Linked DNA regions of Zea mays: all the other regions are linked to region 2. A link is a contact called in public Hi-C data. All regions are on one chromosome and are shown on one strand. Each heading gives the region's core, a stretch centred on a gene start, on an enhancer-like site or on the middle of the called end of the contact. The rest is flanking DNA. Distances are from core to core; before and after follow the strand shown.

Region 1 (3,306 bases), core at 249-2,748, 230 kb before region 2:
CACAACACCACCACCAACTCCGTAGCATATGCCGACTACTGGTGCACTATGGGCCTTGGTTGTCCAATATTTCATACCTGGACTCCTCATCGCCAAGATAACCTAAGTGTGGCAGGCGCCACCGTGTCCTCGGCGGCACACACGAAGAAAGGCCAGGAGCAAGACTGACTTGCCCCATACCCGCGTCGAAGAGCATCGGTCGGCTCGTGGCTGCGACCATGGGCGAGGGCAGTAGATTGGGGATGAAGAATAGGGCGAAGGCCGAGAAGACGAACGGGACGTCCGACGACGATGAAAACGATGATATGTGCATACTGTGAAACGTCCTCGTCGACGTGCAATAGTCACTGCGCGGGTCGGTGTCGGGGTTGGTATTGGACGAATACAGGGAGGAGACCCCTACTCCCACGCCCTCTGCCGAGAATAGGGTGGCCCGGAGGCGGAAGCATATGGGGAGAGAGAAAAGAAGCAGGATGACGAACGAGGTGGCGGTAACTGAGACGAGAATAATCATTATCATGCGGAGGTATAGATGACCAAATCACCCGTGTATGACGGCCCGGCCAGAGGCACAACCCATTTAATAGTGCCTGGGCAAGCCCGACACGAGCGTTGTGCCGTGCTTAGGCTGTAGCCTCGGCCCGACATGATTATATTTTTTATTTTACAAAAAACATATATAAATATGTATAATTTATATTCAATATTAAAAATACTTGATCATGATGTTCTACTGGTTAGACGGTTTCACCAGTGTCTCTTGCCCTTCTTCCATTAGGGCGTGGGTTCGAACCCCACCACTTGCACCGCTTGGAGGTTGGTTGCGCGGAGCAGATGAGCGTGCAACGAGTTAATTTGAAATAGATGTGAAGGGTTATTTGTAAAAAATGATGTGAGTTGTTGAAACTGCTAATTTAATATAGTATACTAGTCATATGTCCATGTATTGCTACGAAGGTTGGTTGCGCGGAGCAGACGGGCGTGCAACGAGTTAATTTGAAATAGATGTGATGAGTTATTTATAAAAAGATGATGTGAGACGACCGTTGAGATAATTTAATATAGTACTAGTCATATGCCGTGCATTGCTACAGTTTATATGTATATATGACATAAGATAAATTTTGTTTTAATAAAACACAAAATATATGTTTTCTATTGATTAGTTGGATGTGAATATGGAGCCAACAACCAAGGTTCAGAACACTCACTTATATATAATTTCACTTATTTTTTTACGTAAACTCATTTATTATTGTAGTAGAGAAGAGATTATAAAAGTGCATGTTGGTTATAAAGAAATGTAGGTTTTTTTAAATATTGATGCGGGACGATCGTCGAAACGGATGCTTTAATATAGTATATATATACATATATATATAGATTTAATACTTGTATGTCATAATGTTATTAATAATATCAACCTTCGATGAGGTATATTCTTCACTGGATGCGGTATATAAGTATATTCCCTCGGGCGAGGGAGCTACAGTTGTGTTGGCCATAATAGTAACCGGACCGGTTAAAAAACAAACGAAGCAAATCAGTGAGTGGGGTAATCAAATCAGCAGCACACTCTTCTCTCTCCCCTCCCCTCATACACGATCCATTTTTTTTCATAATTCAAAACACAATTTGTTTTTCTCTCCCTACCTACCACAGGCACAGGCACAGCCCACCCACGGGAGGGAAGGTCTCTCCCTCTTTCTCTTCGTCTTCTTCCTCCTCCTTTTGGTTTCCTTTTGATTGATTGATCTAGTAGAACACAGAAAGGAGAGAGAAAGAGAGGAGAGGCAACACAGAAACAAGAGAAGAAGAAGAAGAAGGGGAGATCGAGATCGATCACGCACCGGGGGAGCAGATCCTTCGCCTCGCCATCAGGGTGCGTGCGCTTGTTGCTCCTAAGAGAGATAGGATTTTGCTTTCGAAATTCCCACCGCCGCCGCCCTGCCCTCCTTCTGACTCCGCTTCCCAAACTTCCCAAACCTAATCGTTTCGTCGTGTAGGTGGTGGTGGTGGAGATCGATTGCTGCTGCTCATTTTTCAATTAATCATTAGGGTCACATGAGGATTGGATTTATCGGGGGGACTTGTGATTTCTGTGATCCATACTCCATCCGTTCGTTTCTGGATTTCGATTTCATCGCAGAAATCCAGCAATACCCCCATGGCACACCACATGAGCCGAGCAGCCCCAATCCATCCGCGAAGCTGCCTGGGCCAGGCAGCTCCCCAGGCCGTTGGTTTTGAGCGCCTGCTCGCCGGATCGACCTGCCTGCCCGAGCACTCTTCCCCCACTCCCAGGCCACATCGCCAACCAAACAGGCCCTACGGTTGCGAATTGGCGATGCGATCTCCAACTTCCAATGCTGCCCTCCTAGTCGGTTCCAAGTCCACTTGCAGTCACCAGTTCCGATCAGGCTCTAATCTGTCTCGTCAACTCGGCTTCAACCCCCCTTCCTTTGCTTTCCCAAAATTAACTACTGCTGCTCCATAGGTTCACGTTCAACTCTACCTACTTCAAATTCAAAATTACTAGTACCATTCTTGTGCTGCAACTTGCACTTCAAACATTTCTCTGGGAGTGGGAGTGGAAATCAACCCATCCGACACCGACCCGTTCCGTGTAGCAGTAACTGCAGGCCAACATGCAGGATCGACTGATTTCCTTGTCACTGGAGTGCCCAAAAGCTGCCACGCTTCAGCATGCACTTGCTCATGTGCATTTTTTCTTCTGTCCTACTTGCAGGATAAGGATTCATGCGAAATGCCACCTGAACTTGGAATGTCTTCTAGAACTGTTGCTGGTGCTGTTGTAAATAGGAGGCCTCGCCGCCTGTTTGGGAGATCATCAGAGAGGAAGAACCCACTCAACCTTCAGTTTGTATGCACTTTTTTTCCCTTGAACTTTCTTAGTTTCACTGAGACAATGTGCGCAAACTCTGCTCTGTCTAATGCTTTGCTTGCTACGTTTATCCAGGAGCGTCAAGTAGCTCGCCTCGAGGCAAGGCAGCAGCAACAGAGGTACTCAGATGTTCTATTCTAATTCCACCTGTTCCACATTACCAGCTTATGCATTATGTCTCTCCTTTCTGAGTTGACCTCATGTTTTTATCTTTCTTCCTCCCTTAATTTATGCCAGATTGCAGAAAAAAATGTTTGCAACAAAGAATTTTACGGTCCACCTGGAAGCAAAATGCCATTCTAATGTTTTTCCTCTGCCAATCCTTGGTCGGTTATCCTTTGTTAATTAATAATTGTGGTATTCACTTACTTGCCAGGTGTGTTATTGTGACAGTTATTCCC
Region 2 (3,554 bases), core at 754-3,253:
AGTGGCATAACAAAGTCTACATTGCTCAAAGAGGACATAAATTCTGGAGAACAGGTGCTTATAGAACATAGCATGCAGGAGAAGATATGATCATAAAGCAATTTAGGATTGATCATAGTTTTACTATTCAAATAATAATAATAAGATGTACAAGAACCAAGTATGTCGAGTGGTGAGATGTTTAATGATGAGAGGGACTTAAGGTTGCAATATAGCGCTGTTAGTTGGTATTGACCAAAAGAAAAATAAATACCACTTATGGTTCCTTTCATGGCTATAATGATGTCAAATACCCCATCCTCGTAGAAACTACAGAAAAATTGTAAAGCATGTTCACCTTCCTCTGTGGGATTAACTGAATTTTGTTACAACAAAATGAGTGTAATTTTTTTTCTCTGGGAAAAAGACTGGGGCCAAGGGCCTCCTGGCGGCCACTATCCCTGAGGCTCAATTCTAGGGGGTTACAACAAAATTCTAGGGGGGTTGTAAAGCGGACCCTACCAACATGCAGTAAACAAAATGCCACAGTAGGGCACCTCACCAACGACTGTAATTAATCGTAGAGAGGTGAGAGGGCACGCGCAACTACATCTAAAAATCGGAGGAGATTAGAGGGGCTAAAATTTCCTTCTTATTCAAAATTGAATAAAGATGAGATTTTAGCTCCTCTAACCTCCTCCGGTTTTGTGGCTCCCAAACTAGCCCTTATAGCGTACACACTCTCCTACTGTAAACAGACGGAGGTGGTGAAAACTGAAAAGGGAGGAGGATTTATGCAGTGAAGGGAGTGAAGTGAAAAGAAATAATATAATATGTGGTAGTTGGTATAAGGTTAAGATATAGAGTAAATATGACCGTAGAGGATTGTGGTATAGAGTAGATAATCTTGTTGATGAGGACATAATATTTTTTTAGAGTATAAATTTAAAGTAGTATGAGTGCAGATAGTCTTATCGTTTTTGAGTTTTCGACCTCCTTAAGAAAGTCTGCTTTAGACATTCATTTCTTTTTTCTTAATATAATGGTTTGAGAGAGAGAAAAAGACCGGTTTTCCTTAGAAAGCACCATCAGATTTCACTATTCCGATATGCTATTTGATGTCATATTAGAAAAACTTCTCCAATTGAATTTGAATGTACTGGGGGTGATAACACCCTGTTGTAAATGAGAAGTAAGTAGGCAAAGAACGGGTACTCACATAAATGGTAAGGCCTATGGTGGCAGCAAGAATTGCGTATCCTGCGTTATATGCAGGGAAGATGTGTATGAGATGTCTGGCCACAAAGACGCAGAAGACAAGGACAGGGATGGCGATTAGGGCGAAGGAAATCAGGGTGGCCTTGGCATCTGGTCCAAAGATCAACCTTCCACCACATAGTATTATCTGAACAAAGAGAAACAGAAACGTACACAGATGAGCAGCGGCAGAATGGAAGGTACTGAAAAATCTCACACCAACCAAGTTGCTGAATAGGAGTATGTTAGCTTGTTGAGGCATGAGAAATCAGACTATATTTACAACTATTATGAGTCCCGTCCATGCTAGGCCATCACATGACCATGCTAGCTAGCTAGGCCGCCGGATGCAAGCAACAAAGCAAGATGAAATTAGCACGGTAGGCAATCCCCAAAACGAAGAAAGGCGCGACCTTTTCTTGTCGGTACGAGGGACGGCAAAATCAAACTCACGTTTTTGCCTTTCCAGACTTGGTACACCCTGCGCTGCTTGTGCTTGGCCATGGCCGGCGGCTCCGGGGCCAGGAGCGGGAGAGTCCAGCAAGCTGCGAGCGGCTCTTGTTCCAGCTCCGGCGGTTTCTGTTTGGAATTGGATCGAGGGATAAGATCTCGACGCCTCTCCAATATGGCATGGTTGGGGCAAAGGAAAGGAATGGAGGGAGAAGAGAAGGTATCGTATTCGATTCCCTCTCCTCTCCTTTCCTTTTGTTTCTTGAGTCAGGCTGCAGGGCAACTGGGTGACGAGCAGGGCAAGGAGGACAACCATGGGCCTACTGAGGAGAGTCCACTGCATTCTCTTCCTGAACAACTTTGCGTTATCTAATCCCAGTGGGGCCTTCAAGTAATGTGCTATGAATTTGCAAACGGGACATGGCATCATTTTTTTTGTCGAGGATCATTGCATCGCATATGATTACGATTGAGTTATTGTGGTTGAAATCTGTCAGCCTTTGTGAGCTACCTACTGTCAGCGGACCAAGCGTTGCATTGCAGGGGAATTCAATGTGTGTTTCTGTATCAATTCAGGTCCACCCGCGCTCAGCTAGTATTGGTTAAGAAAGATTTGTTTTTCCCCCGCTAAGGCGACAATCCCTGGAACACGATTAATAGACTGCTAAGTTTATGGTATCATTAGGCCTTGTTCGTTTGCGTCGGATTGCAGCCGGAATCGTTTCAGCTAATCAAAGTTTATATAAATTAGAGAAGCAATCCGGTTAAAAATCGTTCAGACCCACCAATCTCATACAACCGAACGACACCTTAATCGATGCGCCACATCATATTCAAGAGTTTGTTCAACACAACAATCTCTATCCATGGGACCTAGATGAGAGAAAGCAAGAAAGAAGATCTCAGCATGATAATATACTAGGATGCTTAGTAGACAGGGGACACACATGATCAGTTAACGACATGAATGTAGTAGCTTTTTTGGCCATACAATGGTAGTGTGGAAAATAAAAGAACAAACGGAAACACATACGATTATTTAGCCAAACATTGATAATTTGATTGGAAGAAAGAAATGACTGAGGTACAAGCGTGAGCAGTGAGCATAGAGAAGAAGAAAAGGTTCTGACACAACAACTATCTCGAAGCTGAAACTCCACTTTGCTTACACTTGTGGATAATAAAAGGAGAAAAATATTTGGTTGAGCGGTACTTGTTTTGATCACTGAAAGAGAAAGATAGTATTTGCATCGTAGAGAGATGGACTGATGGGGCTATAGGATATAGTTGAGGAAGAATAAGTGATGTTGAAAGCTCTTGTTCAAGTAGATGATGGCACTATGGCATCAAGAAAGAGGACTAGTAATGTATAGTTATATTTTATGAAATATGTAATTTTTAATTTTTTTATAATTTATATAATTGTATTCGTTTAATTATGTAATTGGAATTATTTGTAATTTAAGTTTTTTAGATAAAGGAAACTGATTCCCGCCTCTAGTGAGCTACATACAACATATTATTAAATTGTTTCATTTATTTGGCTGATCTCTTAGGAATAAAGTATATTACGAAGGACAAAGTCTATTATTATATTTCATCCATATCTAGCAAAAATCTCCAGGATACGGGTGTTCTCCTTTGTCACGTCCTCATGCTGCAGCAATACACTATACCGCAACCAATATGTTCCTCTGAAAATAGCCTGCATAAAAGATGTATATATGACGTTGTCAAAAATTAAATCATTCCGACATCACCAAATAGCCTAGCAAAGGGTAGTCACCCCAACAAAATTAATACTCTTTTCTCTGTAGTAACTCCTGAAAGCCAGTTTCCAAGCATGTGAATAATCGACATAGGTGATG
Region 3 (3,269 bases), core at 172-2,671, 140 kb before region 2:
ATGGACACAGTTTAGCCAAGACGTTGTATGACACAGAAAACTGGATTAATCAAGCAATTAGGGAATAGGAGTAGATTATCTCAGGATCTTGAATGCAAAAAATTCTTAGAGAATTAATTGATGAAGATATTTTTCTACAGATTAGTGAATTTGGATGCATCTTAGCTTTGTGGAATCGATTTATTTCTTGTGATATATGTTTATACCGGCGAAGCTATGTAACATATTTGCTGAGCCATTACAAAAAAAGGTGAAGGATGTCCAGAATGACTAGTGTGATAGATGAGTTAAACTGAGCTATTTGCTTAGATTAAAGAGAAAACTATGGCTTACTGGAACTTGTTCGTGCACAAGCAACTTCTCCAGCTCAGTCAGTACACCTTTGACTTGACCCTTGTCATCCGCACTATCCTTATCACCCTGGTTTGTCGGGAGCAAAATGAGCAATCCCCCCAGCTGTTTTTTCTCCACCAGGTACTCTGAGAAGGCATCATAAGAGTTTTCAGCAACAGAGCCAGGTGGTCGTACCAGTGCTTTAAGATTTGGCAGCAGTAGAAATATCATTCACAGTTCATCTTTGATGATCATTATCTTATAAGGTGAAATGGGCACATCAGATTTGGAAACAGTGAGTAGCAACTAATAAGGCAGATCGCAACCAAAGGAAGCAAAAGTGAAGAGCTAAAGCACAGAGCGTAAGTGCCTAACTGCCTACGCCGCTGGGCGTGATCCAGCCTGAAAAGTAGCAGCATGAAGCGACATGTATATAGTTAAAACTAGTAGTGAACAAAAGCTAGTGTAGACAATTGCGAATCCAAAGAGGAGGTGGTAGCCGCAATCCATCCGACAGAGATGACATAATAGCAGCTAGGAAAAGTGTGTGTGGAGGGGAGGCAGGAAGACTGGAAGAGATCTACTGTACTTACTATTGTAGGAAGCTACTAGTCCATAATACTAGTAATTAAGAAGGTGTAGCGGTAAGAGGGAAGACTAGAGTGAACTGACCTCTGAGGAAGGAGAGCGGAAGGTCGAGGAGCGGCGCGACGAGGGCGGAGCGGGAGAGGTCTGCGCCGGCAGGGAGCGGGAGCACCGCGGCGTGGTGATTGAGGACCGCGGCGCGGGAGCCGAGCGGGGCGCCGGCGAGGTCGTACTGGATGAGGCGGTAGACGCTGACGGCGGCGGCGGCGTCGCCGAGCTCGACGCAGGCGAGGAAGACGAAGGCCACGGCGAGAGCGGAGGAGATGGACGCCAGCAGCTCGCCGGAGGGAGACATGGCTCCCGGCTCCCTTAGATGGCTGGCGGCGGGATCGAGGCAGGGCAGATGCGGGAGGGAGACGAGGTGGGAGATGCAGATGCAGATGTCGCCGCCGCTGCCCTGCCGCGCCCGCACAGCCTGGGTTGCAGCCCCTGCCCGATACGATTGATTTTAATTAAACTCCCCAAACCCATTTACTCTACCAATTACCAAAACTGTTGGCTTTGCATTGCATACTCTCAAAATATTTTGATTTTTAGGGACTAGTTTTTAGTTTTTTATTTTATTTTAGTCTTTAAATAATCGAATACGTAAACTTTTAGTCTTATAGTTAAAATTTTCAAATATATATTGTCTTGGCTCTCATAGTTTGCTTTAAAATATTGTTGGTGTTGAGGTCGAAATGACCCTAGATCATAAATCAGCTAAGTGCTAGCATAACTAAGACCGTACACGGTTTATTATAGGAAGCAACTACAAGATAAGAAAACTGATTTAAAGATCAATTAGGTCTCGTTTGTTTGGTTGGAATTCAATTTTATTTTAATAATTATAATTTAGATAAAACTAATTAAATTTATATATTTATATATGTAATATATTTGTATATTATCCTAAATCATATGAGAGAGATATTTATATATTACATTTATGTTATAGCGAAGCAAGTACAAGAATGTGACATCGGGAAAATAACATATAAATCTATAGAATCAATTTTTATCTCTCACCCATGAATTTGAGATAGGCTTATATGATAACCTTGTTAAGTGGTGGAATGTCACATTCTACAAAAATAGCCTATTCTGTTAGTAAGGTTCTAAGTCCTCAAAATGAAATGAAACAAACGGGACCTTAGACTAATTTAGAACCTGCCCATCGCCGTAAAATCTCAAAAACACCTTTCAGGAAGATCTATTTGCGGATGTGAATGCACGTCTGAGGTTATCCTTAGATCAACAAAACAATTTAGAGCGTTGTCGGATCTCACAAAAAGATGGGACGAACATCAAGGGATTGGAAAAGGAAGATAAAATTACGTAATAGATGTACAAAAATACAATGAGTTGTTGAATCCTTAGGGCCACAATGAGTTGTTGAATCCTTTAGGGCCAGTTCCGTTAGAGGTGGATTGAGGGGATTAGAGTGAATTAAATCTTCTCCTATTCAAATTTAAATAGGGGAGGATTTAATCTCCTTCAATCTCACTCAATCCACCCTTAACCGAATAAGGCATTAATGGGTACAGAGGGTGTGGTCTTATCCCATTAAAAGATGAGTCTAAGTCATGTTCTCCATATTGCCTAAACCCATAATAGATCCAAAGTTGATTTGGAAATAAATCAACTCGAAGTAGACATAAAATCATCTTAGGTGATTGTCATTGTCCAAAGAAAGTCATAGTGCCCCACCCACACACACATGCTGGCAAAATGCACTCTAGAACAAGACGAATACAAAGAAAACTCATTTCAGTGTCAGCCTAGCAATTACGAGGCCAAGCATCAGAGCGACTAGGATCTAAGGCCCTATAAGTCAAGGGGCTTACATAGGGCCCCGACACTCCACAAGACGCCCTTGATATAGAGCAGTCCATGCTACACAACTTTGATACCATGTGCACCCTCAACCAGGTCGCCCACATGTAGCGCTGAGTGATTAAGAAAAGTGTTGGGAGAATGACCCCCAGTCCCTAGACCCGCTAGTCAAAGAGTGCGTTGAGGAAAGGCGCCACTAATCGTTGGGGTCGTTAGTCAGTCGGAGAGGCAGGTGCGTCAACCCTAGAAGGACCTGCCCTCGATCGAACCCCGTGGCACCGAGCCTAACAAGAGAGGCCGAGAGTGTCGGAAGGGAACCACTCTAGTGGATCCCCGTGCTCGGCACCAGAATGACCCACCATAAATGACTGGTCGTATTAACCACGCCTGCCATCAAACCGCAGCGTGGGCGCTGGTCCGCTTCCCACTCATGACCTACAGACCCCTCGGTCCGTATAGCGCTCATAACCTACGAG

Evidence for each region. A called contact is a pair of places that touch in the nucleus more often than the background predicts.
Region 1: a Hi-C map of tassel shows a contact between it and region 2, with 2.6 times the contacts expected there. The contact joins the promoter of LOC103654441 here to the promoter of LOC100273325 in region 2. A contact is called at or near these places in 5 of 25 Hi-C or Micro-C datasets (ear, endosperm, leaf and 1 more).
Region 3: a Hi-C map of leaf shows a contact between it and region 2, with 6 times the contacts expected there. The contact joins the promoter of LOC100280679 here to the promoter of LOC100273325 in region 2. A contact is called at or near these places in 9 of 25 Hi-C or Micro-C datasets (bundle sheath, ear, leaf and 1 more).

What each region holds. Positions count from the first base shown.
Region 1 is chr4:201,661,547-201,664,852 of Zm-B73-REFERENCE-NAM-5.0, forward strand. LOC103654441 reads left to right here and starts at 1,499. Exons shown (of 8, transcript XM_008681273.3): 1 at 1,499-1,882; 2 at 2,750-2,884; 3 at 2,981-3,024; 4 at 3,143-3,306. The coding sequence starts at 3,208.
Region 2 is chr4:201,891,144-201,894,697 of Zm-B73-REFERENCE-NAM-5.0, forward strand. LOC100273325 (Protein S-acyltransferase 8) reads right to left here and starts at 2,004. Exons shown (of 4, transcript NM_001358676.1): 1 at 1,690-2,004. The coding sequence starts at 1,740.
Region 3 is chr4:201,747,513-201,750,781 of Zm-B73-REFERENCE-NAM-5.0, forward strand. LOC100280679 (nicalin) reads right to left here and starts at 1,422. Exons shown (of 14, transcript NM_001153598.2): 1 at 1,006-1,422; 2 at 334-479. The coding sequence starts at 1,273.